Linked DNA regions of Mus musculus: region 2 is linked to region 1. A link is a contact called in public Hi-C data. All regions are on one chromosome and are shown on one strand. The core of a region is the stretch at or near the end of the contact, and the rest is flanking DNA. Distances in the headings are between cores, read along the strand shown. Region 1 overlaps Zmat4 (zinc finger, matrin type 4). Region 2 has its middle 13 kb from the start of Gm30692.

The links. A called contact is a pair of places that touch in the nucleus more often than the background predicts.
Region 2: a contact with region 1 is called in a Hi-C map of cortical neurons, with 2.1 times the contacts expected there. The contact joins two enhancer-like sites. A contact is called at or near these places in 5 of 484 Hi-C or Micro-C datasets (cerebral cortex, cortical neurons and uterus) and 1 of 115 datasets of contacts at active chromatin or transcription factors (embryonic stem cells).

The regions. Positions count from the first base shown.
Region 1 is chr8:23,739,071-23,742,484 of GRCm38.p6, forward strand. The region is part of intron 1 of Zmat4 (zinc finger, matrin type 4); the gene reads left to right. Among named protein-coding and RNA genes, the nearest start is that of Zmat4, 71 kb to the left of the region's middle. Within about 2 kb of position 1,816, at least 43 of the 459 cell types and tissues checked have an H3K27ac peak or open chromatin away from gene starts, as enhancers often do. A contact at or near this core is called in cortical neurons, where this site is marked.
Region 2 is chr8:24,398,023-24,401,436 of GRCm38.p6, forward strand. No RefSeq gene overlaps it. Among named protein-coding and RNA genes, the nearest start is that of Gm30692, 13 kb to the right of the region's middle. Within about 2 kb of position 1,634, at least 36 of the 459 cell types and tissues checked have an H3K27ac peak or open chromatin away from gene starts, as enhancers often do. A contact at or near this core is called in cortical neurons, where this site is marked.

The sequences.
Region 1 (3,414 bases), core at 566-3,065:
AGCATGCTGTCATGAAGGAAAGACAGACATAGATATGTCTGGCTGACCAGCTACCTATGCAGTAGCCAAGTAACCAAGGTTCAAAGCCAAGCAATGGTTGGCAATGCTGCCTTATGTCACCTTTGGAGGCAGGCACTGCCATCCAATGATGGCTGCATTGAAGACAGGGCAGCCCTGTCTTTACAGATCATGCAAATAATATACAGTAAAGGAATGCCGGCTTATCTATAAACTGTAAGTTTGGAGACTTGTAGCCAATGTTGAAAAGAAGTGCTAGGATTTTTATTTATTTACTTATCTATCTATTTATGGCTAATTAAAGAAATCCACTTTTCTTGAACATTCACCAGCTTCCTTTGGAAATTGATGGCCCCACAATGAACTATTGCCTTGCTTTAAGATTTATTATTATTATTATTATTATTATTATCATTATATTTTAAAGTGTATATGTGTGCACACGTGGGTACAGGTGACTATGGATGCCAGAAACTCTCAGAACTGGAGTTAAAGGTGGTTGAGAGCTGACCAACATGGGTGCTAGGAAGTCAACCCATGGCCCTCTCCAGGTGCAGCGTATATGCTTGACCACTGTGCCATCGCTTCCTCAATTGAATGGTGGGGGGATGGGGGGTAGGGTCTGACTCTCTAAAATGTGTGTGGCATTGATTTGATTTAATGAATGACAAACTGGGCTGTGCTTCGATCTCTCACTTTCCCTCCCCCACCTTCGCTGTCCTCCTGGGCATAGGAGCCTTCTGTCTCATTATTTCTGTCTGTCCTTCCTTGTGTGGTGTTGGCTCTGGTTTTACTCTGACTTGATATGGAAAAGGAACTGAAAACCCAAGATCTCTACCCTTTGTCCACCCAACTGATGAAGGTACTGGGGTTTATTCAGCAGTGTCTTGCAGAAGCAAACGTAGTTTTCCCTGATCATAGTTTCATTAGCTTGCTAGGCCCATCATCTGGGCATAGACAGATTTGTTACTACTGGGCACACCAGGCTTTTCCCCAGACTGATGGTAAGTATCTTCTAGAAGCCTAGACAGAGGGTTTTCCCCCCTCTACCAGGCCTTTTTGCCTCTGGCACTTGCTTACAGCCCAGTCTTACTGTTAGGTGGAGGGGGACTTCTAGTATTGACATCACCTTGGCCAGAACCTTAGGGGTAGTATGGTGAATGATTCTCCATGAGATCAGAATCTTAGAAGTTCATTAACAGTGCACTAACCTTGAAATCCAAGCAGTGCTAGGCATGTTGACAATACCCAATCAAATCCGAGTAACGAGTAGAGGGGCAATCTACCAGGCTGTGACATGTCTGAGACTTTGGTTGATGACATTTGGTGAGTGGCATGAGATTCCTGAGGGACTTACAAAGAACTACAGAGAAAGGCCGAAGCTGTGGCCTCATTGCTCAGCACCCATTCTGCTGACATCCCACACGCGGGATCTGTGGGTCAAATTTGCCCATCCAAAGGGAAAGGAGCCTGAGAGGAGGAGTGGCTGTGAGCCAGGCACCTGCTGCAAGCACTGTGGCTTGCCTCAGAGTTTGGCCAGAGTGCCACTGTCCTGCAAGCTGGCAGTCTGATGCTGCCTTCCTTCCCAGATGCCACTGGGGCCAGGCTGGGCACACAGGAGAGAGGCTGACAGATGTGGTTCTGGGTACATAAGAGAGAAGCTGACAGATGTGGTTCTATTGCCAGGGTACCCAGCAGTGGCACGTGCCTGTGAGTCAGGAACCACAGAGCCTAGTCTTACAAGGGAAGAGAGTGGCGCCCTTAAGGGGCAATTACTCAAATGGTGTGAGTCAGTTTTGCTCCTGCTGAGCAAACACAGAGCAAGGGAAAAATGTGGGGGTAGAAACAGGGCGCTCTCAGCTCAGGGTAGGAAACAGAACTTGTGGGTGTAGCTGGTTGATGGCTGGTGAGGGTGTGAACCACCAAATTCCTTTATTGGAACATTAGGCCTCCTGGCCAGAAGGATGGCTGTTATTTGGAGAAGCACAGACTCCCAAAGGTTCTTCAAGATGAGCATATCTTTGACCTTCACCCTACACAAAGGCACGATGGGAGATCTTTTATGGGGGAACGTGGGCAGGAGGATGACACTGAAATTCTAGCACAGGCATCCTTACGTGTTCTGCTCCTACTGAAGTCTGCTTGCGACCCTGTCCTCTGGCAGGATTTCGGAACCTACTTTCATTTTTGGAGTAATGTTTTTGGCTTTTTTTCCCCATTTCCCTGCTTAGTCTGCTGCCACGGCAACCAGCCCTGCATCACTGCATCATCCTCTTGGCTTGGAGGGAGATGCAGTGGAGACAGGACAGAGCCATCATCAGAGGCTCTGGGGTGCCTGAGGAGTTACAGAGGAGCACGTTGACTTGTATTTTGAAGCATCCGGTCTGCCTTCCAATTCTTTTTGTCTTTGTTGCTAGGTAAGCTAGTGGAGTAGGCTCTAGTGACAGAGACCTGGAAGAAGAAGGAGGAGGAGGAGGTGAAAAACAGGCATAGCTAGAAAGTATGGGAGATAGCATCAGGGGTCAGGGGATAGAAGCCAAAAAGGACAACAGAACAATCCAGAGCTTATTTGTTTTGTCTTGAAGATGGGCCAGTCCTCATTCTAACCCCCACCCCCACCCCCCGACTTTCTGAGCATAGTTTTTTTTTGTTTTTTGTTTTGTTTTGTTTTGTTTTTTGAGACAGGGTTTCTCTGTATAGCCCTGGCTGTCCTGGAACTCACTTTGTAGACCAGGCTGGCCTCGAACTCAGAAATCTGTCTGCCTCTGCCTCCCAAGTGCTGGGATTAAAGGTGTGAGCCACCACGCCTGGCTTCTGAGCATAGTTTTAATACCAATAAACCAGAACAGAAAAAAACAAAACCAAAAAACTTGTAAGTTGCTTTGGTGGTATTGTAAAATGTGGAAGGTGCATTTGATTTGAAAGCATTCTTAGGGGATCATTGCAGAAGATAAGAGCTCAGGTTGTCTCTGTTGAATACTGGGAAGCAGAGGCTAGAGATGCTGAGAGCAGCCTAGTTATTTCATGGTGGGCAGGAAGGGCATATGGCAGAGAGAGGGGGTGGGGGGTGGGGTTGAGGGTGAGGGTGCCAGACTGGATCAGAAGGCCTGGTTGGCTTGGGCATGGAATGCCATAGTTCCTCAAAGGGTCAGGCTAAATTGAAAATAGTAGTGGGTACCTGATCTGAAGGTTGTCATGTGTCCATATCTGAAATCTTGTGGATATAAACATGGATGCAGAACGTCTATGAGATGGTGGCAAGTCATAGCTCTGATCAGGCCAAGAAAGGGAAGTCTAGGCACTGAGGTCAGAAATGGCCCCTTAACTCATCTGTCCTGGGCTTTCAAACACTTTTTTTAATGGTCCTGGACAGAGGGACCATGGCATAGACTAAGC
Region 2 (3,414 bases), core at 384-2,883, 660 kb after region 1:
AGGCAATAGCCTAATACAGTTTCTATGGTTGCCAAAAAAAAAAAAAAAAAAAAAAAAGTGGTATTGGATGGTAATGTCTCCTGCCAGGCAAACAGGAATATGCTCACATGCACAGACATGAAAGACTATGTGCTAAGGTGGGGGAGGGGCTTGCACGTGCATGAATGCATGCAATTGGGTATAGTCTATGTGACTTCTGACATAGATAATTTTGAGTATGCAAAATGCTTTTGTTCCAAGTTTTCTGTGCACTTAGTTTATAAAGGGTTTGTTGGAAGTAACTTCTATAGCCACCGTTCACAGGCATGTCTTTGAAAGAGAGCTGCCATGCACACCAAGCATCTACCCAGCTTTCATGGGAGTATAAACTCCTTTAAAAAGCCAGAGTTCTCTGACAGGGAATACATCTGCCTGTCCTTGCCCACAGCTCTGATTATTAATTCTCTCTCTTAATGGCTGTAAGGAAGCCGATTGTGTAACCAGGCAAATTTTTCACCTATCTAAAAATAGCCTAATCTCTGTTACCAGCTTTGGGGCACAAAGCCAGGAGATTTTCTTCAGGGAGCACTCAGATGGTGAGTCCCTTCAGGGAGCACTTAGATGGTGAGTTCCCTTTTACTTGTCTGCAACCACATCCCTAGAAGGGCTGTTTATCAAGAGGGTTCCAGCCGCAAAATGTGAACAAAATCTGTAACCACATATGTCAGGGAATAGGATTGTTTGGGAAAACAAATAAAGGCCTTATGGGATTCCTAACCATCTCGATAGTGCTCTGTAGTAAGCAGTATCGACTATTTGTCTTCCTGTTGGGCTAGACTGAGTATCTCTAGATCTTGGCATTGTCTGAGGAATGGTCTACAGTCGTGTTCTGGGGTTTATGTTGAGTTTATTTCTTCTTCCAGTTTTAGGTGGTTTACAAGTCATTTATTTGGTTATAATTAAAGCTGGCTTAGAAGTAAATGTCATGCTGACCTGATAATTGTTTTCGGGTGGCAGCGTTTCTCCCTAAGGGACAGTGAAAAAAGTCTAGCTATGACACTCGAGAACTCGAGCAGGTTTCTTCCCTCAAGTCCTGACCTGTGGCGACTCTGGACCCAGACCCTTAGGGCCTGCTTCCTAAGATCAGGATTCACGAAGAGCTTGGGATGCCCACCTATAGGAAGGGACTGTGAACCTTACAATTAACATGGAATTCTTTACCTGGGGAATGGAGAGTCCCGAGTCCTACAATCAAACGTAGAAGATCTATTATGAAAGATCAGTTTTAAGAGCAAGAGGAACAGCCTCTTTAGTTTTTTTTGTTCCAGAAGCATCTCAAAACAGAAAGGTTGCAGAAGGCTAAACCTAATCTTTAGTGGTGTTGACCGTGCCTTCTCTCGCCACAGCACACCGTGGCAAAGACCCCTGGGGCAGCTGCCCTTCCCTCTATTCCCATAACACCCAGTAAACGACAAATGAAAGCATGAAGACCTTTCCCCATTATGACACGAGCAAAATTGGCCAGATCCCAGAGGATTGGCATCTGTTTTGGCTTCTGAATTCTCCTTCTGCTGGAATGTAGAAATTACCCCAGGGTGATTCAGTCCTGTCTCACCAGCCCTTGAGATGACATGGCAACAGACGTCACAGCATGGCTCTGGAAATCACTCTTACCCCTGGCTATGTTTTGCAAGCCCCCAACACAGCTGACAAATCTCAGAGCAGTACCTCCTCCTGCATCCTTAGAGACACAGTCTCAGAGCTCAGTGAACTGTAGAGTGGTGTTTCTCAACCTGAGAGTCATGATCCCTTTGTGTGTTGGGGGGGAGGGGGTCAAACTATCCTTTCGCAATGGTTGACTAAGACCATTGGAAAACACATACTTACCTTGTGATCCATAACAGTAGCAAGATTACAGTTATGAAGTAGCAACAGAAATAACTCTACAGCAGAGGATCACCACATCATGAGGTATTAAAGGGTTGCAGTATTAGAAAGGTTGAGAATCACTGTTGTAGAATATTGATGATCATAGATATGAGATTATTCTATAAACTTTGTTATATGCCACCCTGAATTAAAAAAAAACAGACTGAATAAAATATACATGAGCAAGAAACATACCCATATCACCCCCACACATAGATTTTTAGAGACAGCTGGTTGTACAAAGCAGTAATTTTAGTACTCAAATGTCTTAGTAACAGACAGTAGGGCCTCAGTTTATATAACAAAGATGAGTTGGTTGCTATGGAAGTTGTATTTGTAAATAAAACTGAAGTTTCAATAGTCAAATGCATATTGAGTCATGTCTCTGAGTCACCAGGGGGAAACACTGGTTTTCTAGGACCACAGAGGGAAGGGACTTTTTGGAAGAGGGGCAGATATGGACCTAATATGGCTAAACAAGAGCTTATGTCACACACACACACACACACACACACACACACACACACAAACTCTGAACTTTCTTCACCTCCAAACACCCACTCCTTTAAGTCAGTGCTCCTCAGCTGAGGCACATAAGACATCTTTGGTTGTCACACCCGCAGCAGTTGAGGGACAAAGGTGCTACAGGCATTAGTGGAAAATAGGCAGAGTAGTGACAACTTTGTACCCAAGACTGCTATGCCCAGCAAACAGCCAACCGGTCAATAGTGATGAGATTGGCAGACATGATTTTTAAACATGAAGGGCTGACAGCTCCCCACTGTGGGATAACTCTATCTTTGCTAATAAAGTTTTATTGGAACACTATCACTCTTATTCTTGTGGATAGTAGCTATGTTTGTTTTCATACTACAATGTCACAGTTGAGTGTCTGTGACCAAAAAGTCTAAAATACTAATATTTTTTTTTTTTTGGATCTTTACAAAACATAAAAGAGAGCTTTCTCTTACTTTCTCGCAGCTGAATTATTTAGCCTCCTGAACAATTGTGGCAACCAACGATGTTCTGATGGGCCCCCGCTGAGGTTCACTGATAAATTACCAAAGTGTTGTGTTTGGGGCAGGGGCAGGCTCCATTCAAGAAGATATGAAAGATTTCTTTGTAAAAATACAGCCATTTTTACTTCTATTTTTCAGATAGGTATATGTTACTTGTTAAATTATTATATATTAGGCAATTTCATCTTGAAATGTTCTCTATGGGTCATTGCTATTCCTAAAGTTTTCTGTCCTAATAACTGTTCAACCCAAATCATAATAGTGTTTTATGAGATCTTATCCAAGAGGGCCTGTCTTCTAGCTTGTGGGATACCTTACACATATGCATATTTACATTCCCTCTTTAAGAAAAATGTTACTATACAGTTTGGTATTAAAAAAAATCACTTGTCATCTATAATGAAGGGATAAGTCTACACAAATGATTGGAGCCTTCCAATCCTGGTCTTCTAATGACTGCTTACACAGGTTTCCAGAACTGCTTGTA